Regions from separate parts of the Siniperca chuatsi genome. Here region 2 is linked to region 1. A link is a contact called in public Hi-C data. All regions are on one chromosome and are shown on one strand. The core of a region is the stretch at or near the end of the contact, and the rest is flanking DNA. Distances in the headings are between cores, read along the strand shown.

What was found. A called contact is a pair of places that touch in the nucleus more often than the background predicts.
Region 2: a contact with region 1 is called in a Hi-C map of skeletal muscle, with 3 times the contacts expected there. The contact joins the enhancer-like site here to the promoter of fndc4a in region 1. A contact is called at or near these places in 2 of 3 Hi-C or Micro-C datasets (liver and skeletal muscle).

Annotation. Positions count from the first base shown.
Region 1 is chrLG16:14,087,867-14,093,415 of ASM2008510v1, forward strand. fndc4a (fibronectin type III domain-containing protein 4) reads left to right here and starts at 2,969. Exons shown (of 6, transcript XM_044169884.1): 1 at 2,969-3,636. The coding sequence starts at 3,561.
Region 2 is chrLG16:14,132,141-14,137,689 of ASM2008510v1, forward strand. It overlaps si:dkey-71h2.2 (low density lipoprotein receptor adapter protein 1), which reads right to left. Exons shown (of 9, transcript XM_044169614.1): 4 at 810-924; 5 at 265-337. Among protein-coding and RNA genes, the nearest start is that of si:dkey-71h2.2, 29 kb to the right of the region's middle. Within about 2 kb of position 2,236, the one cell type or tissue checked has an H3K27ac peak away from gene starts, as active enhancers do. A contact at or near this core is called in liver, where this site is marked.

The DNA of each region.
Region 1 (5,549 bases), core at 1,719-4,218:
TTACACTGTAAGTACCTGAGGGTCATCAGGAGAATGTACAAAATGAACTACAAACAGTCCATCTGACGTCACTCATTAAATCCCTGCCATCTTTCTGCCTTCTCATTACTTTAGATAAAGTAATGAGAAGGCATATAGTTCTTTAACTGGACACTGAACACCAAGCAATTAACATTTTGAGTCTTTCCTCCTGCCAGGTCAAGTTATTTTTGGTATATTTTAACCCTGTCCTTGTGAGATCTTGCTCAAAAGATTTCAAATGAAATGATGACTAAGCATTACGGAAGAAAATGGGACATAAAGCCGGGGAGTATAGGGATAAATGGGGTTCAAAACCTGGAAGAGGTTTGAAGGTGACTCTCTGCCTTTTAAAAGGTCCTCTGCACTTTTACTTGCTTAATTATTTCATTAGAACGTGCTCTTTAAGATGACACCTGCATAAAATTATGTTGATTCAGTGATTCAAAGTGTTTGAGATTAATCCAACAGTCCAGTAATGTGAAGGTGACTCATTCCTTAAAGTATACAATGGGAGGTAAAAAGGGCCAAGCCCTTGTACTGTAAAAATGTACTGTAAACACAGGAAGTCAGCATCTGACTCTGAATGGAAAGACATCGTGTCAATTGAGAGAAAAACGGAGCAAGAATAACTTTTGGTGCGCTGAGACAATACGTCAGCTCTGAACTCTGATTTTTAATCATATGGAACCACGCTATTTCGTTGACAGTCTAATAAAGAAATTCTCTGTTTCAATATTCCAAAACCTGTAGGGGTGTATCTGTTCTCAGGAGTGTAACGCTCAGTATCACACAAATCATCAGTCACAAATGGCGCTCCCACACTGAGAGTGAAAATCCATCCATCATGGTGAACTGTGTACTTTTGCACAGAGCTTGAATTAATTTGGTAGGACACTGTTTTACCCAGGTTACACACAAAATGAAGGAACACTCTCCCTCATGCAGTAAACAGCTGAGCAACAGGAGGTACTGGTGCAGTCGAGCAATTATGTAAAAAACAAACAAACAACTAGGTCCAAAATTAGAATGAAGCAGAATTGAAGTGCAGAACATGCTGAGTGCTTCTATGCAACATTTAAAAGCCATAAGCCTGAGTGCTGCTTGTATAGATCATTTCAGTTTCATTGTAAGCTGTTCATTGAATTCCTTATAGCACATTTTCCAGTGTGGTTGAAGCTTTTGTCTCATTCTCTTTTTAATGCTGCTATAAATTATTCCCCAATGTATCTACCACTTTGAACAATTATGAAATATTTTCCACTCACATCAGTTACTTTTATAGGCCTTTTCAAAGACTTATGAGGTACTCCAAGCTTAAACCCTGTGATAACTCAACCTTTAATTCCCACTTAATTCTACAGACTAAAGCAGCTCTTGCTGCCTTGTTGTTCCTTATTGGATTGTTTTTTGCCTTTTTCCACAGTGAAATACTATATAATCTATACTGATGGGAGTTGTTTTGCCTGAGCCGCTTGATAGAACTTATATAAAATATTTTCAATCATGTTGTATTCCAACAAATCAGCAACTTACTTTATGTCCTCTAATACTTTTTTCACTGGACACACATGTGATCTAGTGATTAAAGTAAATTATGAAAATAGGGAAGTAATGCTGCCAAGACTTTGCCTACATTCTGGCTCATGTTACTGCTAAAGATTGTTGGGCTAGTGCTACATCACTTTGTGGTATTTCTCTTTAATGTGGGATCCAAGAATGGCTAACATCTTACAGGACTGAAAAGAGACAGGTTATTTTTACAATGAAACAAGCCATGGTGTAACTCAAGCTGAAAACCTCTAAACTGTAAGAAGACTTTTAAACCAAGAAAATTCAATTGCGTTTGTATTACAGATGAGCTCAGTAAATAACTGGAAGAAAATAAAGTTTGATACACAAGTTGAAAAGAAACAGAATAGTCATTAGAGACAAATATACTGACTTTACATGAAGGAAACAACATAACACAAACGGATACAGTCAGTGCAGTGAGTGCTAACCACAACAACCCCATGTTTCAGTGTCTTTGTTGAGGTAAACTGAAAAGCTGTTATTGAGATAAATGCCACAGAAATGTCAGCTACAAATAGACAGCTGTCATGGTAACTCTAATATCTAATATCTGGCTTAAACGTCATATATATAATTTTTTTTTTTTTTAACAAAAGCCTCTCTCTGTCTGCTCTGGCTCACAGAGGACTGGTGAGCACATAGAAACCATGGCAACACCTCAGAGGTGGGGAAAACATTTTTTTTCTTGACCACTAAAAGCTTTCGAGTGGTTAATTTATAAAGTTGAAATGGGCAGTTGAAAAATAAAGTTTTGAAAGGGGCAATAACACATCTAAGGAGTTATTTTGCTCCTTTATTGTAGTTTTTTTTTAAATTATAATTTGTATGACCTTGTTTCCATATCCACTCAGTATCTGAGTCATAATTAGAAGCTGTATAATAAGTAGTCTCCCACACATTTGATGACCTCTTTGTTGTGCCATGAATAAAGACTGCAGTAGTCTGCATGTGCTGGCAAAGACAAGCAATCTGACGTGAAATGCTTGTCCCATGAGGCAATGCACTCAGTTTATCAATGGCATTCATCTTCCTGATAACATGGTGTGTCTTTAGGGGGCTGCACAGTGTATGATGGGTGAAGTAGAGCAATGTACAACATCTATTGTCATAGAAAACATTCTCTCTCTGGGAATGTCTCAAATTTCACTGTCATTCAAGACACCATAACAACCTTGTAATATCAACACTCCTCACCCTGTTGCGGTAAATATTAGCTTCTGGCAGTGCTACTGAAATATTAAAGCAGCAGGAGAAGCATGCTACTGCGTGAGTGGCGGCTGTAGCCCAGGTAGGCGTATGGATGCTGCTCCCTCCTCTGATGACACGTGGGAGATTAATCATGGTGTGCTGCGCGTGCACTTGAGCTGAAACGCTAAGTGCCAGAAACCTGAGGGTCCTGTAGGCTACTCGGAGGTTGAGTGGGAGGGAGGAGAAGGGGGGGGGAGGCGGAAGGGCTACCGTTAAAGTGCGTGAACAAACAACATTCAGGTCTGAGACGTAAACAGTGAGCTGCGGAGCGCGAGGACAGACTAAATAAACTTAGGCGCTGTCCGTGGTGCTGAATCGCCCCACGGCGTCCTCTCAGTCCGCGAGGGGACCGACGAGCCTGTGAGCGTCATCTTTCCTACGACCTGTTCATACCTGAGCTCTCGTGCGAACCCAGGGATGATGGACGTGTACAGTTCCAGCCACCAGATTCATGCATGAGAACATGGACGGAAGACTTGTGGATTTAAACCCTAAATGAAGAATCCGCCTCGGCTCGACAAAAATGTTTCTGAAGACATAATTTGTTAAGACATCATTTGTATTCTATCTATCTATTTATTGACCAGCTCGAGCCCGAGGCATTCATTCATGAAAGGAATTCCAACATGTTGTAAAAATGAACCGATGTAATTTAGTTGCCCTTCAAGCATAGGAGATCTGCGTTTTAATCCGAGGAGAGCAACGATACCCACCGAGACATGGCTCGTCTGCTTGTTTTGGTCAACTCCGTGGTCCTGTTGCTTTTTGGCAGCGGCATGTTCTTGGTAGGAGCAAGTAAGTATAAGCCTCTATAACAGAGGAGTCAAACCAATTAGCCTATTGTGCATTTATAGCCTTGTAAAATGCGCCATTAGCCATACAAAGTAGCCTGTTACAAAACGTGAACATGTCACTGTGTTTGTTAGGAGTCTAACGAGGCTTTTGTTGGATTTGAATCTGCGCCTGATGATGCACTTAATTCCACCTTTCAGTCACACACATCAATTACAATCCAATAGTTTTTTATGCTCATGTATACTCACTTACTGTATTTTTATCATAATAGCCAGCTCATCCAGTAGCATCTGTTTAACCAGTACAGAATAGATGCAAGGAAGTACAAGATGGGCTGTTATACCTGACTTTACTTTCTTTGAATCATGTACAAAAACAAGACATGGTGTCTATTCTAAAATATCCTTTGTGTTTTATATTTAAATTCATAGCTATATAATAACCTTAAGAATAACCTTGGCAGTTTGCCCTACCTATGCATTTAATAAAAAAAACCAATATTAGCACGTTTAAAGCAAGAAACCTGCCCTTTTCCCCCATTGTGCCAGCTCACTTGGAAGGCACTCTCTCTCAATGGTGTTTGACTAAAGATAGACCATTTAATTCTTCAATTGCGGCACTGCTGAACAGTGTGAACTCATAAAAGCTCTTATTGGGCGCCAAAAGTACACAAGGGCATTCGCTTCTCTAAAATCATGTCCCACCGAAACACCAGTTACAGAGCTAACACTGCTTTCAATGAGCTCAATCATGAGGGAGATGCTTGTGCTTACACTGTATGTGGTCTCATTTACAACATTTATATACACCCAATATAGCTATTTTTGCATTCTTTCCATTGCAAGCTCAGCGTCAGACTTACTTTTTCTGAATTGTTCCTATTTCTGTAACAGAAATCTTCTCTATCTGCTATCTACAGTATCTCTGTCTCTTTATCTACCAGTCTACCTCTATCACTTCCTCCCTCGCCTCTCAAAGGAACTGAGTCCTACATGTCATAGCGCATTGAGAGAATCTGATTGGCACTTCACTGTTTCTGTGTGTGTACTGTGTGCCTGATACAAATATTCAGAGCTTTTGTCATGTTCTGCGCTGACATGTGAAAAGCAAGAGCATCCCTGATCTCAGTGGAGTTCTGCATGGGGCTGTCAAGAGCAGGAAACGCTACTATTAAACAAATAAACATGACACTCATAAATATAAATTTGGCTATTGCAATGAGTTTGAAGTGAATGAAAATAAATGTTGAATTCATTAGTGCCAGCACTATGCATGCTATGAGACTAAGGCATTCACAGTGACGTCTTTCAGGAGGAAGGTCTAAAGTAATTGTAAGCCTCTTTGGTTGTCCATACAAATTTCAACTACACAGCGAAGCAGAAAAAGGGAGTGAAGTGTCTCTTAGGTAATACAATCAATGGAATTTGCTTAAATATTTTGAAAGTGATACTAAAATGTTGTAATGGTGGATGGTGAATGCTAGCATATAATAAAGCCTGGTTTTCATTGATCTCACCTACTGAAATTTGTTCTCAAAGCTTTCATTCATCCAGCATGCTTTTCAACATGAGTCATGATTACACAATGATCTACATGGCACAGGTCTTAACATTTGGATTGTTAAAATTGCAGATTTGTAAAAAACAAAACCCTGCAGAAATGACATTTGGTCCAGATGATGATATACTCAAGTCGACATTGAGCTTCCAGTATCTAAATGTCTCAAAAATTGAGAAAAATTCCAGTATGAGCAATCTTCAAACAGTAAAAATTTAATTTTCTTGGTCCAAACTGACAAGAACTACTTGAATGTGGGTAACCATATTTACACATGTTCTGAAAACAAGCAAGTTGAATGAAAACAAATCCCACATGAGGCCTAACCAGAGCTTTAGGCAGTGAGCAAATGTGAA
Region 2 (5,549 bases), core at 986-3,485, 44 kb after region 1:
CACATATAGCGCAGTGGAGATTGTGAAGGTCAGGATGGTGGCTCAGCATGTGAAGCACTTTCCTTCTGTTACTTTGGTTGTTAAAACATATTCAATAACTGTCCTCCCAACTTGGCTTGAAAACCCAAAGAATTCCCAGTTAGATTTGCCACAGATTGGATGGATTACAGCCTTTCCTTACTCGTACTTTTTCTAAATAGTTTAAGAGGAAAACCTTTCACTAAACTGTCTCTATGTCACCTTCCCTTTGTTCAGTAAACTCACCTTCCTGAGCAATCTCCCAAAGATCGAGGGCTACTTTAAAGGCCTGGGCTACCGTTAATGTCACAGCCTGAGCCTGAAGAGAAAGGGGGAAGAATAGCACAGTAATGAAATATAAAACATATATGAATAGCTGTGATTCAATTTGGTGGTTCTGCTTTAACATCTGTAGTCTGATTATTTATGCTACTACTAACTACTGCGACAATTAGATTTTTAAATGTAAACATTTTAACAGTTTCTTCAATGAACTAAACTATTTCTATTCTTATTGATTTCTCAAAGTAGGCTGAATTAACAGTAAACAGTACAGACTAGTAAACTGTGAGGTGGCCTGCCACAAGATGGAGCCACACACCATCTACATTTATGCTACTTGCTGCCTGAAGTGGAGTTCAGTATACTGTATGTACTCAGTCCCCAAAGAAACCCCTTAGAAACTGTCCTCATGACCTGCTAAAGTCCAACAGCTATATATCATATATATCAAGATAAATACACATATATAGGAGGTATATACAACAAAATCACAAGTGTTGCACACTTACAATCTTCTTCTTTTGGCAGAGAAATGCATGGCACTCCAGCGTCTCATTGAACTGACACTGCGAGACATATGCGAAGACCTTATCCTGAGTTTTATCTGCCGTGCAGTATGAGATTCTGGAAGAGAAGAGACATAACTTTGCTTTTGCACTCAACCTTTTGCATATGCATAAGCAAACCAATCATAGCAGGATGAGAGAGGTGGTTATGAATATTATGCTGATTAAGTCCCACAGCTGGGAATGGTGGAGCAGGAGACAAATGAGCACCAGTGACATCCATGAGAGATGCTTGAAGCTGTGAGCGAGCTCTTCAGTGCTTCATATTCTCACAACACAATGTGTTACATGCAAAAATCAATTCAAATGTTGATATAATATTTCTTTGTGGATTCAAGGTTTTCCATGTAAGGCTCAGAGGTGTTATGATAATGGAGGAACAGGGACAACCTACAAATTTTGGGTTTGAGCTATGCCAACATGCCAGCTTAAAAAGTATGACTTTTGTCTTATTTGTCTGCAGGAAATCAGATATAGAAAACTGTTCATTTCTGAAATAACCTCCCTGACGATTACATAATATATTGCGGCTTCTGTTGAAATATCTGAATTTTTACTGTCAGAGGCAAATGGAAAGTCTTGGATTAAGAAATGATCTCCGCCGTGACTATATTGCACTTTAGACCTCATTCCCAACAGTCACACTGAATCTTTCCTGGATTTAATATCTGGTTTTCAAGAAATCCAACTGTCTGCAAATCCAGGGACAGCCATGACAGGTTATTTTCAATGGTTATCTAAAACCAATTCAGACAAAGTCCACCAAGCCATTTTGCTCCTCCACAACACCTTGTATGTATTCACTGAAGCGATGAACAACAAACCGATGGATTTGTTTTGTCGGTTTTTATGCAGGCTATTAGAAGCGGTATCGATCTTGAGTGACCCTGTATGTCTGTCTGAGGTCGTTACCTGAACCAGCAGTGCATGTCATGTTTGTTGCTTTATATAGATGTGTAAATGAGCCACAGTGAGTGATGCACTTGATGCACTTTGCCACTATAATTGAACATACAACCTTTATTATAAGCAGCACAAGGACAAGATTGGGTGCTTTTACTCTCATTATGCCTGATATAGAAATATGCTGTACGGGCCGAAGTTGTTATTTTTCTCTGAATAGAACACTTCAAATCATTCTATCTCAATTAGACATAGATACTCAGGATCTCTGCATGCATGTCATCATCACCAGTGAAGGAAGACGCCATTGGACTGCAGTCAGTGGTGTGTGGATCTCTATGTAATCTGCTGTCATTACAGTAACTTGTATACAAAAAGGGATCTGTAGCTGATAGCCCCAATTCAAAAAGGGCACTAAAAATTAAGTAATTTATTTGATCAAACATCAAGCATGAAATCACCAGCCTTCAGATTTCTCTCTCAGATTGTTTGCTGGCTTGCACCACTGCTGCATGACCCACATTGCAATGCCCAGGACACCCAGCTCTGTATTCCCCCCTCTCCCCCGTGCTCCAACTTGTATTTGGGCCTTAATTGTAGAAAAATGAGCAGAGAAGAAGTTGAAAGGGCCTATTTGACCTATTTAGGTTTGGAAAACAAGTGTGATGTAACCAAAGTACTGTAACTGCTCAATATAAACTTAATTATCATCTTATTGAGATAGTATCTACTTTCTCCCTAATATTTTGCACAACCTGAATTTCACTTATTTCTGTGCACTTGTATTGTTTTAGCCTCCACAGACTCTACAGTAGCAGTACTATCAATCAATAGTAATTAAATCAGTAACTGTGGTGATGGTAAAGCAGTCTTGTCTTTTAGGGATTCAATGCTTTAGGGTTTTGAAAGACAATATAAAGCAGAAGAACAAACAAAGAACAAGAAAAGACTGTGACTGTGCCTTTGCATGAAAGTTATTTAAAAGCTGCCAATGATTTTGGTTTTGATTTTCTTTCTTTAAACTTATCACAGTTCTAATTAAAAGTCCCACCCTGAGCATGTTATACAAAATTTAAATAAAGGTTCCACAAAAGATCTAAATAACAGTCAGATGAAGACTGTAGCCAGAAGATACAAAGTCTGCAAACACTGCCAATGCCTGGAACTCAGCAGACTCCTCTCTCTTATTGTATATTGCAGTAGAGAGAGACACCCAGAAGTGCTGAGTTTAACAAATGCATTTCAACAAGAAATGTTATACATTGTCCACAATATGCAGTTAGATTTCCCAGAACATTCAGCTGTAAGCATAAGCAAAATGAGCAAATAGGTCAGTGCACATACAGTGCCTGTCTGACTAGCTGCCCCCAAGAACAAATGACTGTAATTTTAACATTGAACTGTGTACAAAATTATACAATGATGGTGAACATGGAAATTATGAAATTTGCACCCCATCTCCTTATCAACAGCTTCAACGTTTTTCACAAATATGAATGTATCAAACAGCATGTTCATTATAATATGGCATACATGTGACAATAATGTGAATCTCTAAATTAAGACATCTCATTGGAGTGAATACACATTTAAGATTGCATCTTATAGGCAAAGACACACAAGCTTCCTCTTCGATTTACAGCAACTTCTATGGAGTGTGATGAATATGTGCATGAACAAAGGTCTCTTAAAAATCCTGGTGCATGCAGATTTCACACATTATAAGACAACTGGTAGAAGAAAAAACCTTTTAATGCACCACACAATGGATCATATTCACAAAATAAGCCTTCAGCTTGAAACAACAACATTAAAACAAATAATTGACACCATCGCAGAGTTTTTCACTAGGCTTGAACAACAGAAGCTGAGCTGTCAGTCTGCATCATATCTCCAAAGGGGCTCTGTGAACTGCAAGCCTTTGATCTCCTCACTCTGTAGAGCACCGGTGTTTGTGAGGCAGAGAGAGAATATCAATGGAAATATTTAAATATTTACAGTACAAAGCCTGAACAGAACTTCATACATCAAAGTCTCAAATTCTGTATATACACTGAATAAAGCAGGTATGCTGTTTAACAATGAACTACTTTTGTTCAACTTTTTACCCGACATATGAGCAATAATGAAAAACAGCACTTTGCTTTTGCTGCAGGGAAGCAGTCATCAAAACATTTTTTTGAAAAATGGTGAAAAAAGCTAAATCTCAAACAAACAGAAAATGGAAAAATATTTTCATGAATGTCAAAACACTGGCACGTGTATATCACACTGTTCAGGGATCCTACAGACATAACACAAAATCTAATGGTATGTCAAAACAATGTGCATCATTACCAAGTGGAGTGTCAGCTATAGTTCCAGCTCTGCTTTTCTGACCCACATGTTTTGCTGATTGATATGCTGGTCGATCTCTGAGAGCTCTTGTCAGAATAAAAATCAGTAACACCGGTCCAGATGGAAGCTCAACACCTCACAATGTTGTGTTTATTGGGAGGTGCAAGTATCACTGCCTGTATGTTATTTTCGAAACCTGGATTTAGACCGGGTTTATATAGTATTGTACACAAAAGCCTGTCAATACTGAAAATCAAACAAGCCACTTGTCTACTGATCCAGTAAGTGGCAAATCTGTGTATGACCCAATAACGGAAAATACACAATTTGTTTTGTTTCACACAGCTTTGAAATGTAAATATGTGTTTAATACAGATTTGTCATTTTTTCTGATCCAACATATTCTGTTTTAAAAGAATAATTTGGCATTTTGGGAACTACGCTGCATATTCCCTTTAGAGGGAGTTAGATGAGAATAGATCGATACCCCTCTCATGTCTGTGCATTAAGTGTGTAGCTAGTGCCAGGAGAAGTTATCTTAGCTTAGCATAAAGAATGGACGCAGGGGGAAACAGCTAGCCTGCCTTGCTCCAAAACTCACAGATTAACATTTTATATCTTGTTTGTTTACCTTGTAAAAAAAAAAAAAAAAAAAAGTGTTAACCACGTTATGGTTTGTGTGCTTCGGCAGTTTCCCCCTGCTTTCAGTCTTTATGCTAAGCTAAGCTTATTGACTGCTGGCTCTGGTATTGAAAATGTTCTACTGTATATCATTACATGAGATTAGATATCATGTGGGACTTTGGTGTTTTCCTGGTCATAGTTAAATGATACATTTCTAAACTTTCTTCTACTAAACATTTCTCCAGTGAAATGAACGGCAAATGCTTCTATATGTTGGATCATCACATCAACATTTTTCTGTGTATGTATATCTAAGCTTCAATGGCTATCTGTAAAATATTGACATATATATTTTGATACCCCATTTGGTAAAAACAACTATTTGATATTGTCAAAATAATCCAGCTTTACTGTTGTTGTAGAATATCATCTAACCTCCAGTGTGGTTTAGTCCTTGGCCTAATCCCTGCCATCGGTTAGACCTACAGCAGCACTACAAGGCAGACTTGCTCATGTTGGAAGATCAAGCTCATGATAATACAACTTGAGTGTCTGATGCTGCAAATTAGATGCACTTTAAAGTCCGCTGTCAGGAACGGGGTGGCTGCCAAGGCTTGCTGAATTCATTATCAGGTTGTGAAACTGAAAACTTAAATGCCACTGATAAGGATGATATTGCATTGTTTGAGTGTGGGTGGGTATGTGTGTGGGTAGCTGTGGGTGGATGGGGTGGGAGGGTGATGGCTGCAAGGATCCCATTTCCAATGCGATGCGCAATGCCTTCCTGTCTGTTTTCTATCCCCCACTAAGCTTCCCCTG